Linked DNA regions of Mus musculus: region 1 is linked to region 2. A link is a contact called in public promoter capture Hi-C data. All regions are on one chromosome and are shown on one strand. The core of a region is the stretch at or near the end of the contact, and the rest is flanking DNA. Distances in the headings are between cores, read along the strand shown.

Region 1 (4,687 bases), core at 634-3,133, 87 kb after region 2:
CTAAAGTGGTGTCATTTTCAACTTCTCCTGGTAGTCATGGCAACTATAGCTGCCCATAAGAGTAGTAGCCAAATCAAAGGGGATGCTGTCAGAGCTGTCAGAACTCCTGAAGGAAGGTCCGGAGATCTTCTCCTGGGACTCCAGCTATGACTCTCTACCCCAGTAAAATATGATCTTGGGATATACTTCAGTATATACGAAAAGAGGTTTTAAATCAGGACTTCGTGGTGCAGCTTCCATAAGGCTATCACCCATGATGGGTGGGACCTTACAATGATACAGCCATTTGAGGTTACCCATGATCCCATTAATAGCCCCTCACCTGTTCTCTGAAAAAAAATAAAAACTCTTAAGAAGCCCATAGTTCTCAGCAAGCTGAACACGGATGGACATGCTGTTTTGGTGCCCACCTGGGATAAATAGACTTGTTCACATCTCCCAGGAGAGTTAACAAGACACCATGTGGTCTCTGGTTCTTCCTGTGAGGGAGGACAACCACATCTGCGGAACTTGGCCTTGGCAGACCCCAAGGCAGCAAAGGTGACCTCTAAGTCTCCATCAGGGTGACCACTCTCACTTGTCCTCTGCTGACATCAGGCTCTGGCAGAATCTCTATGGCCCTCTGTACACCTGGCACTGTGCCACTTAAAAGAAAGCAAATGTCTCCAAATCACACAGAGGGAAAACCAGATGGAAGTCTATGCTCAAAGTGTGCTGTGGAGGATGGGTTCTGAGAAGGCTTCCAAAAGAGGAAGTGAGAGGCTAGATCATATCTAGATTGAGCAACATAACTCACTGGTACATCTCAGTGGAGAAGCCAGACATAAGAGGAAGACGCTGAAGAATGGGGAGTTAGGAAATCAGCCCTCAGAGCTCCCCTGGACCGTCTATGCCCCTGGGTGTGTCTGGGTAAGGATTGTAGGTCATTTCTGTGACCAGTGGGAAGCCAGAGATGAGCTGAAAACAAATGGTATAGTGGAGATTGGCTCTGGTCTCCCCTCAGGAGACCTCAAGTCTAGCACAACAGAACCTGGGAACACCAAGGTCCTTACTCTGTTGGAGTAAGCCTTGCTGGAAGCCCTGCAGCATGCCCACATCTGCAGAGAAAACAGGCTGGAGAAGTACTCAGAGAAGACTCCGTGTGGGAAAGGCTCAGGACAGTGCATCTGTAAATGATTGCACTTTGAATTCTGCTGTTCTAGTCCAGCACACCTCTGTGCCCAGCTCCCTGGGCTCTATTCAAGGCTCTTCACAATTCCTTTTACCCTGAAACCCCAGACCCACCTTATTACCACACTCACCAGGCCTAGGTGTCCCAAGATCCAGTTTCGTTTGGGAGGCTGTGGGAAACAGCGGAGGCGAAGAGAGTTCTCAAAAACACCATAAATCGGTGTAAGGATGTAAGCCAGAAGGCAGGAGGCCCCAGCCAGCAACAGCAACAGCCATGGAGAGGCTGCTGTGTGGCCCAGGCCCATCCAGGACATGCTCAGCTGTGACATCCTGCAGGGCAAATGCACACAGGATGAAATCCTGGGGCATGGAAGAGGGACAGTGTGGTCTAGGGCAAAGGACAGGGATAGGGAATTAGAGAGTTGGGGATAATGCCTGGGGAGGAAGGGAGACCCAGGGCAATCTATGGGAGGAGGCAAGGAGGGGAGAAGAGGGGAAGAAAGGGGAAGAGAAGGAGATAGAGAGAGAGGAAATGAAAGAGGATGGAGGAAAGGGGTTGATTAGAGTCTAAACCATGGACTATTAGCCAGAAATCAACATCTGCTTCTGACTTCCTGTCCTGCCCCAGCCTAGGACCTCTCAGCCCCAATGGCCCTAGTCTGGTACCTTCTCTCAGGAGCACTGTGTTTCCCAGGTCTGTCTCTCCCCTTCTCTGACTCCTGACCAGGGGCACCTAGAGAAGTCTAGGCTAGACCAGCCAATCCCTTGCAGGCCCAGCTGCCTCTCCCTGCCTGGATAGGTGGCCATCATGTGGGGGCGGAGCCAATTTGAAGCAGAGCAAGACTGCACTGTCAGAGTCACAAAGAGTGAGTACCAGGTCCTCGGGACTTCACACCCCTTGTGTAAGGACTTTGGAGGAAGCGGTGGATGGTTTCATGAAGATAAAATACCAAAAAGAGGGTGTGAGAAAACAGGCTGGTCACCACTGTGGGACTCTGCTCTTGGTAAGAGTGTGAGGAAAGTGCTGTAGCTCCTCTCCCTAAATTATGCCTCCTGTGCCCTGGCTAGTCTACATAAACTGTCTGCTTTCTTCAGGTGCCCAGGATCCTCACACAGCCTGTAAGCAGTCTGGACCAGAATCCCGAGTGTCAACAGAAGAACAAACTGAAACTCAGAGAGGGCAAGCATCTAAGCCAAGTTGCACAGCCCAAAACAATCTTAGGTTTGTCAGACCCTAAAGCCCAAAGCTTTTTCCCTCTACAATGTTGTCTCACCCTACTGAGAACAGTTCCCTCTCAAGAGAGGGGCATTGACAGTGCTGGGATCTCAAGGCATGAGGTGGTTCCATACCAGAAGCACCCTGAAACATTGTTAATGGCCATCTGTTTTTCCTCCTATACCCAGTATACTCTTCCCAGCAGACTGCCTATTCACTTCCTGGCCTCCTGAGATTGCTCTGTAGGTATTGAAGAGCTGGCTCCAAATACAGCTGCTGAGAAAGAAGATGAGTAAGAGATAACTCCCTCTACATCCTCAGTGCCTCCTCCAGCCAGACAGCCAGGATGTCAGGTGGCTAGAGCCCTCAATAGAGTCACAGTGTCCTATGCCTGTCATCCAAACACTTGAGAGGCTGAGAAAAGAATGTAGTTCAAGGCCCACTTGGGCTACAGTGAAAGCCTCCACCATCATTCCAACTCTCTTCTGGCCTCCTTGAGTACCCACACTCACATGTACATATCCACACAAAGACACGAACATACATACACACAATTTAAAATAAAAATCATGGTGATTCATATCTTAGTCACTGTTCTATTGCTGTGAAGAGACACCATGGCCAAGACAATTCTTAGAAAAGAAATCATTTAATTGGGGCTGGCTTACAGTTTCAGAGGTTCAGTCCATTGTCATCATGGTGGAAACATGGCAGCACACATAGCAGTGGAGCAATAGCTGAGAGCTTTACATCCTGGCCCACAGATAGGCAAGCAGAGAGAGAATGGACCTAGCATGGGCTTTTGAAACCTCAAAGCCTCCGTGACAGACTTCCTCCAACAAGGACAAACTCCCTAATGATGACAATACTTTCAAACAGTTCCACTTCTGGGGGTCTGTGATGGCTATTTCTGGTTGTCAACTTGACTATATCTGGAACTACAATCCAGAAATGGAGGGTACATCTATGATCCAAATCTTGAGACATAGTGGCCATGAAAAGTGTAGGCCCAGGCAAAGTGGCACATGCCTTTAAACCCAGGAGACAGAGGCAAGCAGATCTCTGAGTTCAAGGCCATTCTGGGACAGAGCAAGTCCCAAGTAAAGAACAGCTTAGGTCCAGGCATCGTGGTACACACCTTTAATCTGAGACATACCTTCTTCAGGAGGCCTGCATAAGGACAATGGGAAAAAGTAAGGGTTCCTTTTTCTTTGCCTGCCTGCACTTACTTGCCAGCGCATCTGCTGGAACCTACTTCTTCAGGAGTCCAGCCTATACAGAAGACCGGCCTACACACATAGCCTTGTGGGACTGAGCAACTACTAGACTCTTGGACTTCCCATTCACAGTTGCCCATTGTTGGGGTTGTTGTATTATGCCAGGAAATGTTCGTGAACCCCCAAAAGACCACCAAGGAGCCATATCCAATGCAATCGCGTTAGGATTTCTTTATTAAAGTTTGAGCTTGGGCCATACCACTGTCTCTGATGCAGGAGAATGGGAGGAAAACCTCTATCCCAGTTTCAGGCAAGCATTTATAGAGGCAAGAAAGGGGTACACATCTGATGAGGAGACAATTATGGCCTTTAAAACAATTGGCTGCTATTGGGAACCAAACCATACATTTTGTTTTCCTCCTGAGTGGTAATTGTTAGGAAGTGAAATGAACCTCCAGTTGTAATCTGGAGGTGTATATTTGTTGGGGGTAACCTGGAAACTGGTGCTAGGTGCCAGCTTGTTAGTTAACTTAAGTTCAACCTTAGGTCAGGTTCTCTAAGATGGAGTCTAAACCCAAAAGATTTGGTCTCTCACTCCCTCCTTTCTCTAGTAACAAGAAGGCCCAATCATGGGACTTCCTGAAGTTATTATTATATTTTAGAAGGAGTCAGTGTTGTCATCACTCAGCCCTCGTGGTGTCCCTGGGGCTTGGGTAGGGGTTCCATCAGTGGGATACAGGAGGGAGTCCTGAGGCTGAATTTTCCTCCTGCTGGTCAGGGTCATCTTCAACTGCAAATGGGTCTGTGATTTCAAGCTGCAATCTTGTGACCTTTAGGGCAGTGGAGCAAGGGACGGGGGTGGGGAGGACCTGTTTTATAGAGAACATGGAGTCTAGACCAAACATGTTTATGAGCCCATTGGACACCTTTGAGATTGTCTAGCAATTAGTGGTCCTCAAACTCAGTGATGATTTCTGCCTGTATGTTAAGAATAATGGGGGGGGGGTGTTGTTCCAAAACATGATTTTTAAAAAAGATTTATTTATTTATTATATGTAAGTACAGTGTAGCTGTCTTCAGACAC
Region 2 (4,440 bases), core at 1,084-3,583:
TAGCCAGTACAATTGACCCCTTGTCAACTTGACACACAAATACATCACTAGTAAGCCTCAACCCTTACATTCTTACTCATCCCCAAGGTCTAAATAACTTTAAAAGTCCCACAGTCTTTACATATTCTTAAATTTTCAATCTCTTTAAAATATCCATCTCTTTTAAAATCCAAAGTCTTTTTACAATTAAAAGTCTCGTAACTGTGGACTCCACTAAAACAGTTTCTTCCTTCAAGAGGGAAAATATCAGAGCACAGTCACAATCAAAAGCAAAAATCAATCTCCAACCCTCCAATGTCTGGGATTCAACTCACCATCTTCTGGGCTCCTCCAAGGACTTGGGTCACTTCTCCAGCCATGCCCTTTGTAGCACACGCGTCGTCCTCTAGGCTCCAGATGCCTGTACTCCACTGCTGCTGCTGCTCTTGGTGGTCATCTCATGGTACTGGCATCTCCAAAACACTGCGTTCTGAAATGGTTACTCCCTGAATGAAAATTTTTGACATGAAGGCTGTTTGGTATGGTTGAAGAGGTTCATTGTAGACAGGAGAAACAATACAGCCAAAGAAATCTAGAAGCGTCCAGACTGAACCGGACCATGAGAGGAGAGGTTGCCGAAAGCAGGGGAGGAGAGAATGGGGAAAGAGGACCAAGAGAGATCCAGGAAATAAAAGATAACAGGATCAGAGGCTGGGGGAAAGGAAGCCCAGCCTCAGGCAGTGGAGGTTTAGGGTAGGGAGTAAGGTGAGAAGTGCTGGGAGAGTTGACCAGAGGCTGCTTTATCTATTAATAGGCACCTCAGCCATTTGTCCAGGGATTCTGTGAGATCCAACAGCCCTCAAGGTGGGCCAAAGTGGCTGGTTTTTACCAGCCTGCTCCTTTAGGCCCAATCTCGTAACTTTTATGCAGCCCTCACTTGGACAGAGTTAAGCAGTGTGTTGTGCTGTGACAGTTCTCAATAGTACCTGGCTCGTCCTTGCTCCCGTTCAGGTACACTATGCTGAAACATATCAAGTGATATGAAAGTTCCTGCCCCCTAAAAGGTAATTTTTTAAAAAATCAGACCTTTTTATTTGTTCTGGGGAGTAGTCTGAGACACCTTAGGAAGATAGATAGCTCTGGGATTTGGTCCAGACAATGAAAGCTGTATCTCAGGCTCTTCTGCTCTCCCCTCCCCTTCTCAAGGTTAGTCTGTCCACCTCTGCCTGCCCCTCATCTCCTCTACCTCCTTCCCCACATCACCTCCTCCCAGACCCGCCTGCCAGGCTTCGAATGGAAGCCTGCCCCTTCTTTTTTTTTTTTTTTTTTTTTCTCGAGACAAGGTTTCCCTGTATAGCTCTGGCTGTCCTGGAACTCACTTTGTAGACCAGTCTGGCCTCGAACTCAGAAATCTGCCTGCCTCTGCCTCCCAAGTGCTGGAATTAAAGGCGTGCACCACCACGCCTGGCCCCCTGCCCCTTCTTTTAAGGCCTTTTTTGTTGGTTGGTTGGTTGGTTGGTTGGTTTTTTGTTGTTGTTGTTGTTGTTGGTTTTTTCGAGACGGGGTTTCTCTGTATAGCCCTGGCTGTCCTGGAACTCACTTTGTAGACCAGGCTGGCCTCGAACTTAGAAATCCGCCTGCCTCTGCCCCCCCCCCCCGAGTTCTGGGACTAAAGGTGTGCACCACCACACCCGGCTTAAGGCCCTATTTTTAGAGCTGCATAAATTGTACTGTTTCTGTCTAATGTCACTTCCACCTACAGGGCTGAGCATGGCTTGAGGCACTTTATAATAAACCTCATTTCTAAAAAGAATGTCCTTTGTGGAAGAGCTGCTGAAGCTTTTTTTTAATTGCTGGAAAGTACAGTTTTTTTAATGTTGTCATTAGCGTGTATTAATTACACGAAAAGTTTCAATATAACATTTTCATTCATGTATCTTGTTTATATTCATACACACACAGACCTTTACCTGCTCTTGTCCCTCTCGAATTCTTTCATCTTTTATGTCTTTGTGTGTCCCAATGAATCTCATTAGTGTTGTTGACAGGAGAGGGAGTGGTTGTGTCAGTAAGAGGGAGAATAAATTTATTCTGTCACTTAGGCTTCGGAGACTGGATCTGTGGGCCCAGCAATAAGGGCCAAAGGAGCGGCAGGTAGGGTGCCGAGAGGCAGCGCCTTGTCCGCCATCTCCCTTCCGGGCGGTTCTCAGTAACCAACTGTGGGAGTCCCGGACGGTTTAGCGTCCTTGGCTGTATGACGCCATACCCTAGGAAAGGTCGGGAGGTCCGCCGGAAACTCCCGGTACAGACACCAGTGTGTGAGCTGGCCAATCAGCAGCGCCGGCGGGAGGAGCGGAAGTTCCTCACCCGCCATCTTTCTTGCTGGCGCTTCCCTCCTCACAGCTCTCAGCTGAGGAAGTCCAAGTTGCTGAGCCTCCGCGGCCGTGTGAGTGCCTGTTCCGGAGCCTCTGTGGAGCCGCGGCAGGCCTGGGCACAGACATGGTGAGCCAGGCGAGTGGCGGGGCTGTGCGCGGCGCCCTTGGTCCCGGGCGGCGGGATCCCGGTGCTGCGCCGGGGGACGAAGGGCGGCTGCGCACTGTCGCCTGCGGCTCCAGAAAAGCTGCTTTTCCCCTTAGGGAAAGTCAGTCGAAAGCGGGATTCCGAGGCTGGATGATGTGGAGCCGAGCTGGAAGTTTAGGAGACAATTCTTGCGAGTGAGAATTTACGCCCCGCCATGCACGGAGGCCAGGGGAGGTCACCCGGTGTCCTGCTTTGTCACGGCCCGCCTTATTCCTGTGAGACAGGGTTTCTTACTGAACCTGTGGCTAGGCTGCCTGCTAGCAAGCTCCAGCGATCCTCCGGGCTCTGTCCCCATGCCTGGCATTTACTTGGGTGTTTTTTATTTGAACTCGGGTTCTCACCCTTGCTCAGCGAGCACTCTTACACACCGAGTTATCTCTCCAGGCCCGAGAAACATGTCTAATATAGATCTTAAGCGCAGAGATTAATGGAAGTGAACCTGGGAAAACTGAGACATACCGAGATGTGAGGGAACTTCTCAGGGGACAGTCACAGTTCTTTTCCATGGGTACATGCGGCTCCCGCATTTAGGATTGTAATATCCTCTTGGTAGATTATCCCTTTATAGAGTATGACGAGACTATCTTTATCCCTTCTGACTTAAGGTCGGAGGAAGAACTTTTCAATTTTCGTCATCTCTGTGAGTATGGTACTTGAGGGTTTTCAAGTTTATCTTTTACTCTTGGGTTAAATACTGCTCTTACCTCTGCTCCTTTTTCCAGTAATAAAAGTTTTTTTGGAAACGACTGGACTTTAAGTCGTGGTCAAGTTCAAATCATAGTGAATTGCAAACGTATCGGTTTCTTTGTTTTGGATTTTTTTTGTTGTTTTGCTTTGTTGTTTGTTTGTTTTTGTTTTGTTTGAGACTAGATCTTACATATCCTAGGCTGTTGATAAACTTAGTTTACAGCCAAGCTTGACTTTGAGTTTCTGATAGTCTTATGACTACCTTCCAAGTGCTGGGATTCTATGAGCACATCACTAGCTCCTGGTTTTGCAGCTCTGAAATTTAAACCCAGGGCCTCATGCATTCTAGACAAGTATCTACCGTATACCAACTGAGCTACAGTCTCAACTCTATATCAAATTTTATTCCTGAGTAACTTTTCTGTGATCAGCACTTAATATTATTTAATTGACTGAACTTTGTCCTCATGGTATATAGTGGGATCCACTTAGTATTTATTTGACTATTAATTATCAAGTGGCTATGTCTTTCTTTACATGTGGTTTAAATGTTTTAGTAATTTTTCCATCTTTACTGATGTGATGGTTTAGTTTATACTGAGCACACTCATCTTTCTCGATTCTTGTATTGCAGATATTTTCCTTCTATTTTATTGTCTTTGCACCCCATTAATTGATATTTTTCAATTTGTCAAGACATTTAATTACTTCTTTCCTCCTTTCAAATAAAGAATTTTACATTAAAATTGTATAAATCATAGGGCTCGCTCCCTCCCTCCCTCTTTTCATAGGCACTACAGGAACCCAAACCAGATGTGCATAACTAGTCAGGTATAAAACCAAGCTCCCCTTACAAACACACTAGAATAAGAACTTCCCTGAGGGATAGGAAACAGTTATGTTCTCAGGGAAATTGAAGATCCTGGATGCTTCCAGTTGAAAGAGTTGAAAACCTGCCCATTGTGGTGGCATATGCTTTTTTAGTCCCAGCTCTGCAGGCAGAAACAGGCAGATCTCTGTCATTTGCAGACTTGCCCTGTCTATGTAGCGTTCCAGGCCAAGACTACATAGTAAGGTTGCTTCTGAAAAGAGAGAATAAGGGTTGAACACTGGGAGCTGAGTGCAGGATGACTTATATAGCTGTCCTCTGTGTGGGCTGTGACTACCCAGGACAGGGGAATGTTGATACAACAA

Evidence for each region. Promoter capture Hi-C pulls out the DNA fragments that hold promoters and counts their contacts.
Region 1: a promoter capture Hi-C map of macrophages shows a contact between it and region 2, with 9 read pairs. The contact joins the promoter of Cyp4f18 here to the promoter of Zfp617 in region 2. A contact is called at or near these places in 10 of 39 promoter capture datasets (the SN4741 cell line, cranial neural crest, embryonic stem cells and 6 more), 1 of 15 datasets of contacts at CTCF or cohesin (CD8 T cells), 16 of 484 Hi-C or Micro-C datasets (B cells, CD4 T cells, the HPC-5 cell line and 12 more), 7 of 115 datasets of contacts at active chromatin or transcription factors (the 230-238 cell line, CD8 T cells, bone marrow-derived macrophages and 2 more) and 5 of 9 other capture datasets (adipose tissue, embryonic stem cells, liver and 2 more).

What each region holds. Positions count from the first base shown.
Region 1 is chr8:72,007,743-72,012,429 of GRCm38.p6, forward strand. Cyp4f18 (cytochrome P450, family 4, subfamily f, polypeptide 18) reads right to left here and starts at 1,884. Exons shown (of 13, transcript NM_024444.2): 1 at 1,837-1,884; 2 at 1,302-1,500. The coding sequence starts at 1,499. It overlaps Gm51535 (a long non-coding RNA gene), which reads left to right. Exons shown (of 3, transcript XR_003947403.1): 1 at 1-909; 2 at 1,942-2,036; 3 at 2,266-4,687.
Region 2 is chr8:71,920,492-71,924,931 of GRCm38.p6, forward strand. Zfp617 (zinc finger protein 617) reads left to right here and starts at 2,334. Exons shown (of 4, transcript NM_133358.3): 1 at 2,334-2,481. The coding sequence starts at 2,479.